2 separate regions of the Gossypium hirsutum genome follow, and region 2 is linked to region 1. A link is a contact called in public Hi-C data. All regions are on one chromosome and are shown on one strand. Each heading gives the region's core, a stretch centred on a gene start, on an enhancer-like site or on the middle of the called end of the contact. The rest is flanking DNA. Distances are from core to core; before and after follow the strand shown.

The links. A called contact is a pair of places that touch in the nucleus more often than the background predicts.
Region 2: a Hi-C map of leaf shows a contact between it and region 1, with 2.0 times the contacts expected there. The contact joins the promoter of LOC107922133 here to the promoter of LOC107921047 in region 1. A contact is called at or near these places in 3 of 34 Hi-C or Micro-C datasets (all in leaf).

The regions. Positions count from the first base shown.
Region 1 is chrD01:15,754,637-15,760,117 of Gossypium_hirsutum_v2.1, forward strand. LOC107921047 (coiled-coil domain-containing protein 115) reads left to right here and starts at 3,218. Exons shown (of 6, transcript XM_016850903.2): 1 at 3,218-3,484; 2 at 3,809-3,932; 3 at 4,680-4,817; 4 at 5,081-5,130; 5 at 5,419-5,481. The coding sequence starts at 3,338.
Region 2 is chrD01:15,922,455-15,927,911 of Gossypium_hirsutum_v2.1, forward strand. LOC107922133 (probable serine/threonine-protein kinase PBL21) reads left to right here and starts at 4,094. Exons shown (of 7, transcript XM_041087135.1): 1 at 4,094-4,598; 2 at 5,028-5,386. The coding sequence starts at 5,287.

The DNA.
Region 1 (5,481 bases), core at 1,968-4,467:
GTATTATACTACGACTATTCATAATCCAGGGTAAATTACACTAATTGACTAACTAACGCTAAGAATGACCAAATTGTAAAAAAATAAAAAAAAATATGCAATTAACGATTCAATACACACAAGCGGTTGGTTGACTTTCATGTTGCCGATTAGTCTTTGGGTTAAGGATCTAAAAGGCTTAAACTTCTAATTGGCTCAATTTTACCTCTCACTCGCCCACTTTACCCAATTAGACGATTTAGTTTGGTTTATCTCTCAACTTCACTAAACTAACTTAAGATAATCAAATTGGTGCTCAATAGGATCTCCTCTCGATCTCACCTATCTAAATGTTCACCTAGAGGCATCAATTCTAAGTTTTGAAGTCTATTCAATTTAATCTAGTTTTTACGATTTAGTTTATGTACCCAAAAACTAACCAAACAACACTTCTATCAACCAACCACCATAAATTTAATTACCAATTATCATTTACATGTATACAATCATCCAACACGTACTCAAATCATACATAAAAATAAGCACAAGAGTATGGTTAAGAAAAGCTTAGAAATTTCTTGATGGATGCTTGAAGAAGATGATGACAGCAACAATGGAGCTAACAAATACAAATAAAGTTCATATTTTTAGACTTTGGAAAGAAAATAAACTAAAATATCTTGAAGGACTTGGATGAAAATAAAAAACAAAGTAAATTTAAAGTACCAAAGTGCAATTAATACTAGAGCTACAATAAAAACTAACTAAACTACCAACTAAAATCAGAAAAGCTATGAACTAAAACACTAAAAAATGAAGAAGGAGTAACTACTGAGCTTAAAAGATAAAATAAAAGGTGGCTCATTTAAAGTTATCAGCCAAAAGTGCCTTTCAACAACTGAATACAACTCCAATTTTTAGACAAAAATGCCTCTAAAAGTTATGTTTTGGCTTGGGTTAATGTTGGACAAAAGACTACCCCTGTAGCTATTTTCTCTCTGCCACGCAGTGTTGTCGCGACACCTAGGCTTCAATGTCGTAGTACCTTAGACAGTAGTGAACTCATTGTTGTGGGGGTTTCAGTGTTGCGGCATCACTGGTGTTGGCTCCAATTCCTTCATTTCAACACCTCCAGGGATATCACAACTCAGGAAGCTCGATATCGCAACATTGGCTTGGTGTCGCGACATCCTACCTTTGATGGCGCGACTCTCTCGATAGTAGGCTTTATGTTGATTTCGCGTTGAATTTTTACATCCTCAAGATGAAAGGGTTTGGTGTTGCAGCATTAATATCAGCAGTGTTGCGACACCTACTTTGAATGATGTTTTCCTTGAGGTTGGGCCATTGTCATCTTCCTACACTAACTCAAACACCTCGTTAGGTCCCCTATGGCACCATGTTGCCAATTTGGTTCTTAAAAGGGGAAAAACTCAACCAAAAACATTTATTAATGGTGAAAGCTAAAATTCAACAAAAGCATAGAAATGACACTTAATTTACTTGAGAATAAGCTCCTAGAGTGTATTAGAGAGTCTAATTTGACGTATTAAACTATGGCAGATCATTTATTCTTATGGTGGTGGTGAAGACTCTACATTTAAGAGTATCAAAAGCTCCTGAAACATTAATATAGTCATTGTATTGCATTAAGTGGTTGGGTCCTTGTCACCTTCATAGATTTCTTTAGGGAATTCGAAACTCTGTGGCAAATTGACAACTACTACCTTAAGTATGAGGGGGTTATTGGAACATGATATGCAATCCATGTCTTCAGTATCAAGCTTTAGAGCCTGAATATCTTACTTCAATACCTCCATTTCGTCATGCTAGGTTTTTGCTTCTAAGGAAAGACCGATCTTGGTTAGTACTTTAGGTGTGCATCGTGAACATGAGCATTAAGGGAAGAAACAACATAACCATTATGCCTTTAAAACTAAACGGGGGTTGTCCTACTCTTAACTTTCTTATTACCTCAATTTGATGAAGTTGTTGTTCTAGGTAGATAATTCATTGTCATTTGGTTTCTTAGGGCCTTTATGTGTTTTTTTAGTTCTAGAAATTGTTGGGAGAATGAATTGGGGTTACAGTTAGGATTTTGGGTTGTTTGCTCATAGAATTTGGTATTAGGCATATGTTTGGTGGAGGGGGGAGGAATGTGGTATTATACCTATGTTGTTGATTATACCAGTTTTCAAGTGTCACTATAGGGGTTGTAAGGACAAGCTAGGTGAGGATAGCTTGTTTAGTCAACGTGTTGGGTGGTAATACTAGTGGTTAAAGTGGGATTTTCGGTGATGGCTTCCACAAGACAAGTCATTTTATCACTATTGACTACACCAATTGTTGAGGATTAAAAAAGGTAGAAGGGGGAGATGACAATTTACATTATGGTAAGGTGTTAAAAGTCGTCGGAGGAAAAAAAGGAAGAAATATATGGCATGGAAGAGGAAAGTTGAAGAGGAAGAATAAGAAGAAGAAATAGGAGAAGGAGAACTCTTAAGGCCAAGGATGGGTATTTATAGGTGAGGATGACCATCCCTTGGCACTAGGTCTTGGCACGTGTCTATGCTAGCCTTATTGTAGATGATCACTTAGAGAGCATGATAACCTTTTAGATGGGGGACGATGTGATTGACATGGATCAAGTTAGACTATGCAAAAGGAGGGAATCAACACTTGCCCTTGGCGAGGTAAATTAGAGCTATACCATGTGTCAAGCACGTATACATTCATGTTTGATGGAGTGATGTGTGTAAGCAAAATCATCACCAACAAAGTTAAGACTATATGGGGGTGAGGATGGTGAAACCATTCTGGCAAGGTGCTGATAATAATACAACAGTATTGTTCAGCGCAAGTCCATGACTAAGAAAAGGAAGACAAAACCGTGTAAAAGATACATACTTGGTCTGTAGATAATCGATTGTCAGTTCCTCATAATGAGCCCCGTTCATTAATTAAATAATACTCGCAATCAAAGCTGCAGCTTCACTTTCCATAACAAAAGTCAATAAATTAAGAGTACATAACAATCAAATTCATCATCCTGAATGATGGGATAGTAATCACTCTCTCATATTCGACTATTTGGGTGTGTACTCAGTCAATACTGTTCATCGTCCCAAGGATATTGGGCTTAAACTCCAGATGGCCTGGCTCAATGTGTTTCTACATGTGTTCGTGGGCCTTTACCTATGAGTTTTCTAATCTATAGGCCTAAAGGATCCTATAATTTATGTAATCCATAATGCCCTCAATGTTTTAAGTTGCGAGTTGTGCAACTCAATCTCAGTCATACTGGGATTGGGAGTTGGGACTGTAAGGAGAAGAAGGTGGTATTTTTGGGTTTCGGAAGATGGAAGTAGTAGATCATGAAACCCCAAGCTTGGAAAATGGGAAAACTGACAAAGAAGTAGAAGAGAATGCAAATGTTTTACAATTTATGGACTCCATGGACGCTTATTTGACCCTCATTCATTCTTTATCTTCGACACTTCGCCGGGTAAGAAACATCTTTTCTTTTTTTCGCCCTTTCTCCGATATATTTGATTGGATTGATAAATGATGAAATTTCAACTTTGATTAGATATAATTAGTTCTTCAGTTATCAGAAATGCTTTAGACAATGAACATGTAAATCAGGGTTAAGTTCATTACCAAGTGAAATAAGAAGATGCATTGATCCAGGCATCACCCTTTGAATCCTGATTGTTTTATCTACTTGTAGTTCCCTGTTTATGCCACCCAGCTTCGATCTTTTTTTCTGCTTTTGTTTTTCCCCAATTTTTTTTTTCTTGTTTTGGTCTTAATAAGTACCAAAAATCAGGGATGGTTGGAACTGGCAAGTGCTCGACATTCCATGGGTGCTTCACGGGTGAATACTGTCTTGTTGGACCATACGTCTCATCCTGCTGCTACATCATTGCTTGTAACCCAAGATGAGGGAAAAGGTATTTATCAGCTTTATCTACAAAAGCAATCAGATCCTGGTATAAATTGTTCGGCATAGTGCTTCAAGCAGACTTTGTAAACTAGACTGCAGAGGGTTATCTTATAGTAGTGGACTCGGTGTAGTCAATATTGTCAAGGCACCTGCACCTTGCACATCAAGCCATTTTTGACAAGGCCCATTTGACCTGGCGCCACTAGATGCGCTTTTTTGTATACCTTTATAAGTAAGAAAGTGATAGTATTAAACTCTATATTTCTCAATACTTGAGTATTCAACTATAGACATGGACCATAAAGAAATCATGCTTGTTGACTAATAAAAAGTTTGCTTGTAGACCACAGTTTAGAGTTTGTTATTTCTTAAGCTTTATACACGCACAGAGAAATACACACATACATACTGGCACATAGAAAACTCACACATATACATATTACACTTTACTTCACTCAGGCCAATATATTTTTAGTGCCTTGAACCTAAGCCAATGTAAAGGTTCTAGTGCCTAGAGTGCTCCTCATGCCCTTGACAACATTAGGTGTGATTGTTCTGGTGGCACCTGCATGTGGGTACTTGTATATGAATATGAAATGATTTTACTCTATTAGGTTTTACTGTTTTAGACAGCTAGATCTAAAGCCCCTTGTTATTGAATTCTCATTCATATTGAAACATATGGTTATGGGTTTTACCTGTTCGTTTACCTTTTTGCTATAAGGAATTTTATTTGATTTATGATCTGTAATAGTTGACTCGGGCAAACCACACTTTACATTATGCAAATGGGCATCTTCTAGCAATGAGAACTCCTTGTTGGGGGAGAAACAATCTAGCCAAGACAAATTACATCCACAGCTGCGACACAGGGGCAGTACCGAGCTTTATGGTATGTTTTGGCCCTCTATATAGAAGTAGACACTCTCTTTGGATGTTAATTATAGCACGAAGACATACAATCAACTGAAAGTCTGAAACTATTTGCAAAAAAGAAAAAAAAAAGTGTTTTGGAACTATTGTTGTTAGGCTCATTCTTAGGTAATCTTTAAATTGAAACCAAATGATGGGAATTACAGAATTCCAATTGCAAACCATAATTGCTTCTTAATGGTTTGGTATGTTTTCTCACATTTTCCTTCTGTCTGTTTTAAGAGGAGAAGACCTCATCTGAGAATAAAGCTTCACGTGAAGTTGATGACCCAGTAAGTATCCTATTTCTACCACTCTTGCTCCTTCTTTGTTGTTGTTTTGCTTTCGGTTTCAGTTTCAGTTTCAGTTTCGCAGAATGCTTATTTTATTTATTTGAAAGTAGCTGTGATGTATCTGTTTTAGTAGTTTCCAGGGCCAACTAGAAAAACCTTTTTCTATGATATATTTGTTAAGGAAGCTTACATGATAGATTTTCCTGTTAAATTTGATTGTTTTAGTAAATTCGAATAGAGAAACAATCACATGGACTCATTTTGGAAAACTTTGTGTCTCCGGTTTAGGTTCAAAAGGAGAGATCTAAATCACTGTCAATGTTTGGAACTCTTGTTTCTCCAAAGCTTCGA
Region 2 (5,457 bases), core at 2,844-5,343, 170 kb after region 1:
ACAGATATAATAAAATTAATATTAGAAAAATTTGATGCTCCAAAATCCTTTATTAATCCCACAACTACAATGCATTAGCTCCAACTCACGCAACCTCACACCTAGTTAAAGTTGGCCCATTTTCTTGGGTGAGAAACAAATTTGGGCCTTAACAACTAAATATCAAATCTATTTTTACCTTAGGCAAAAGTGGATTAAGCAAGCATTCAAATATCAAAATTTTCAAATTGGATAAATAAAGATCAATTTTTTTTTTGGTGAGTAGAGGATTTTAATCATTCTTTTACTTTCTAATCTACTCATAATTTCTTCCCTTTTTTTTATTTAAATTATTGAATAACATACATATAAAATATACTTTAACATGGGTTGGATTGATACAAAATTTTAGGCCCATATTTAAAAAATAGACCTAAAATTCTCCCAAAGCATGACCCAGATTAAAAATGTTAAATCCAAACTCAATTCGGCTTGCCCGTATTAAATTTTTTTAGATTATTTTTTGTGTAAAAAAAATTAAAAAATATAATACATCAAATACACTACAAACATTAAAATAAATATTTCTCAACTAATTGAAAATATATTTAGAAAATCTTTATACTTAAATAATACTAAAACAGTTGCAACTTAACACGCAAATGCCTCTAAAATAATAGTAAAATTATCAATAAAATAAGAGTTATACAATATCCAAACAATAATAACAAAATACTAACAATATAATAATAAAATTGCAGCAAAACAACAACAAAAGAAAAAGTTTAGACTAATTCGGGCCTAATTTATTTAGAAAACGAGATTTTTTTTTGTTTAACTCCAAATTTTCAAATTTATATTTTTGTTCAAACCGACCGAGTGTTTTGTAAAGTTTTCCACAATTACTTTGCTCCTAAAGTCAACAGGGTTAGTGTTTAGTAGGAAAAAAGAAGAGAAAGAAACTGTTTTCCAACCTGTTGCTTTGCGCTTTGTTGTCAGATTAAAAGGAAGGAAAGTTGAAACAATTGATTGAAGTGAGCTTATTTAATTTTTATACTACACTTCCATTCCTCCATCTACTTGTTTATGTATTAAATAGTAATATATATATATATATATTTAAAGATAATTTTATTTCTAAATATTTAGGGTTAATTAATTAAATAAATGTATTTTCTTTTTTCTTTAACATTAATCTTATTATAAGTTTTTATTGTACTGGCTCTTTTTGATATAATGTCTAAAATTACTCATAACCCTTCGTCAACCATTAAATAAGAAGATAATGCGCTTCAACGCACTCGAACCTACATCCTCTTGCACTGACAACAATACCGATACCAATAAAACTAAAACTCAATCGACAGTAAATGAGTTTTTTGAAATTGAGAAATATGTTTGTAAGTTATTTTATTAATTTATAGATGGAGAAGATAATATAACCCAAATAGTAATTTGTATGTAAGAAGAAAAATGCTACCGTAATTATTTAGATAATTAATATTTTAGTGATCCAATCATTAAATTTATCAATATAATTGTACTTGTCATGCATGTAAATTTTCGAACCGATCTGACATCTCTATCATGTTGATCTAAAATACTCTATATATTAATGTATATTCAACGATTGAACTTTTTTTACATAAAACAAATGGCTAGAAATTTCAAATTAAATTAAAATTTGATATGTATGATCTACATAAATAGACCATAAAATATAACACTTGGGTCTCAAAAATATTAATCACAAAAATAATTACAGAAGTATGTAAAATTACTTTAATTTTTACACCGTACAAGTGAACCTCTCCCTTTTAGCAAAATATGTATATCAACAAGTTTTAAAAATTTCTCTCTCTCTCTATATATAAAAAGGTTCACGTCTTAAATAAAAAATGCAACTTATGATCATTAAATATGAATATCTCAAATGAGTTCAATGTTGTAAGATCGGACCAATGGTCAAATTAATTAGTCCATTGAATTTTAGTTCAATCGATTATATCTTCGGTTCAACAATAATTAAATAAATATATATTTGCATTTGGTTGGATTGTTTTTTTTTTTCTCTTTGCCGTAGTTTGCTCTATAATTTATTATCGACCACTGATTAGACTGTTTTCTTTTTTTCTATAGGTACAATCCATTTCTGATAACACAATTGAGTTTGTGATATAATCGAAAAGACTTTTGTTGAAATGCAACTCTAATTGATATTTTTTTTATATAATGCATACTTTTATTTGTAATTCCTCCTCAGCACTTAATTCGGAAAATAAATACGCTTAAACGCACTTCAACATATATCTTTCTTATTGCTGCAATTAAGAAAAATGAGTGTGCTAAAAACTGAGTTATATTTATTAGAATTAATTAATTCCTTATAATTATTTTTTGGTATAAATTTAATAGAATATCAGATATAATAATTAAAGATGATTGTGTTAAACGTAGTAATGATAAAATCATGTTGATAATCTTCTCACATTTGTAATTAAAATCACTACGTAAATCTTACAAACAATAAATATTATTTTAATAATTTTTATGGTAAAAGAAATGAAAGGGAAAGCTTCCATTAATGATGCTCAATAGGAGTTAATTGAATTTGGGAAAAATAAAAGTAGTATTGATATAAAATTCCTCAAGAGTCAAGATTTTTATTTATTGAGCTAATTGCACTAAATATCCCAAACATTTACCCTCATTTTATGTTGGTCATTAAGCTTCAAATCGTTCTAATTACATTTTCATACTATTTAGATTATATCAATTAGGTCATTACATTACAAAAATAGTTAATTTAACTGTTAAACGATACATCAAAATCTTATGCGACATAATTTAAAATAAAAATTTTAAGGAAAAAAATTAAATATTGTAAAAATAAATGTCTTAAAAAATCTTAGTTTTGAGGTTTTTAAAGCTTTCACAAAAGCTTTATTGTTCACTCTTTGTTATTTTTAGTTTTTACTTTAAAAGTTATGGGACAATGTTCTATTTTTCTTTATTTTTTTCATTTTGAATTTAGCTACATAGGATTTGGTGTGTGATTCAATGGTTAAATTAACGCTTTTAATAAGGGAAGGATCTAATTGATATAATATCAATAGTTTGGGGAAGTAATTAGAATATTTTGAAGTTTGGGGAAGTAATTAGAAGTAATTAGAATATTTTGAAGTTTGGGGACCAAATTGAAATGAGGGTCATAGTTTGAGGATTCTAGTGCAATTAACTCTTATTATTTACAAATTGTGTCCCTAATGTTTAACCATTTTCTGAATTTGACCATATTTTTTTTGTCACGTTAGCTCTCAACCTTCAAAATTTAGGGTGGGTTTGGATGAGTGATTGAGTGCAGTGCAATCTGTTTAGTTTACTTTTTGTCTCACGTTACAGCATCTAATTTCACCGCTACCGTCGTTTTTACACTAACAGTGGGTAAACACACCGCCCATCCAAACTCACCCTTAGTCAAATTACTTTTTTTAGGACAAAAAAGATGACTAAACTATTAAAAGTTTAATGAAATAAATGTGACAATTTGTGTGACAGTTTATGTGTATTTTGTTGCTATTATGGATAAGTTTTTTTTTCTAAAAGACATTGTGAACTTTTTTTTTGAAAATTATTGAATTTTTAAATATTTTCAACTTTTTCTAAATTTTTACGAAATATATAGAAATAATCATGTGAATATAATTAAACTTTTAATGATTCAATTACTTTTTTCATCTATGAGAAAATAAATTGACTAAGGGTGAATTTGGATAGATTATTGGATGCGGTGCGTTTAGCTTACTTTTTGTCTCACGCTACAGTATATAATCTCACAGCCCACCGCTATTTTTACACTAATTATAAGTAAATGCACCACCCATCCAAATTCAACTAAAATAGATATTCAAAGTAACGAAAACTTAAATTTATTATTACAACTTTTAACTTTTTGGGGTGAACTAAAAGCTTCAAAATTGGGAAACGTGCAAGGAGAAGGGAAAAGAATCAAATACATGGGAGACGTTTTGTCTTATTGAGAAGCATCACATGGATTTGACGTGAATGCATTTTTATTTTCCTGACACCATCTTCTTAATTTCCTTTTCCTAAAATTCATAAACCATACCCAATCCCAATCCAAATCCAAACCCAAAATTGTTCTCACTTTTCGACATCCACCCTGAATTAAGGGTTACATTTCCTTTTGGTAATAGTGGTGATGACTATCTGAAGAAGACTTAAGAGTGATTATTTGTATTCACAAAATCCAAATAATTGGGAAAGAGTGAAAGCGGGAGAAGATGGTGGTTCTTCTTCTTCTTCTTCCAAACCCCACAACCACGGTAGTAATAAGAAATAATGATAAAGAGGCGAGTGAATTAGAAAGCAGATATTAAATTTAAAAGAGAATGGGGTCGGGTGGTTGAAAGAATGAATCAGGGCCGTGTCGTCCTTATTGCAAAACGCGTAGCCCCAATCCCATCAAAAATATAAAGAGTGTGTGATATCAGTGTCAAATGGCGTAAGAAAGGGAGGGGATGGAGGGCAGAAGGGGGAAAGCAAGGGAGCCAGCCAGAGGGGCCACCCACGCAAGGAGAGGAAAGGCAGGCACTAAGGTTTAAATGTGGAGAGCGACCTGCTACAATCATGCACTTCATATGTTCCACTGCTTCTTTTTATTCATTTTTCCATCTAATTTCAAAACACTTAGAAATCACGCCAAAAGATGATTTAATTTTATAAAAGTAGGAAACAAAAAGGCAACCTCATTATTGTTTGCCGCTAAATCTGGCCCTTAATTTCTCGCTATCTCACAAACACTAAATTTGGCACATGATTACCAAAACACAACTTCCTCTCACTTTTACCCTTCCCCCTTCTTCTCTTCTCTGTTGTTGTAATTTTCTTGTTCCAATCCACTTCCATTATTACTTTTTTTGTTTGCTTTCCTTCCTTTTAATTATTTTCTTCGTCATTTGCCAGTTAATTTTTTTTTTAATAAAATTATTGGCTGAATTTTCGTTGTTTGGCACGTTTTCATACAGAGATTTCTCTGTTTATTGCGCTGCGTTTTGTTGAGAAATTCGAAAAGCATTAAGGCTGCGCCAGTGCTGGTCTTTTGTTTGGAGTGAAGAGAAGAGAAGAGAAGAGAAGAGTGAGTGTTTTTGCTTTCTTTTAGATGCGGAAAGGTGGATTTGGTTTAAGGAAAGAAGCGATGGGAGATTTTGGTTAATGAATTCTAAGTAGGTTTGTTTTGGGAGTGTTCAAAGTTCAAATTGGGTTGTTTAATTGCACTGAAAGAGGATGAGTTGTTTTCCCTGCTTAAATCCTCGTTCTAAAGATGTAAGGATCGACATTGACAATGGAAGTCGAACTAATTCTCGCCATTCTGCTGATTCGTCAGGTCCATTTTTCTTTCCCCCGCTTCTCTCTTGGTTTTTGTGTGTGTGTGTGTGTGCGCGCGCATAATTTGCT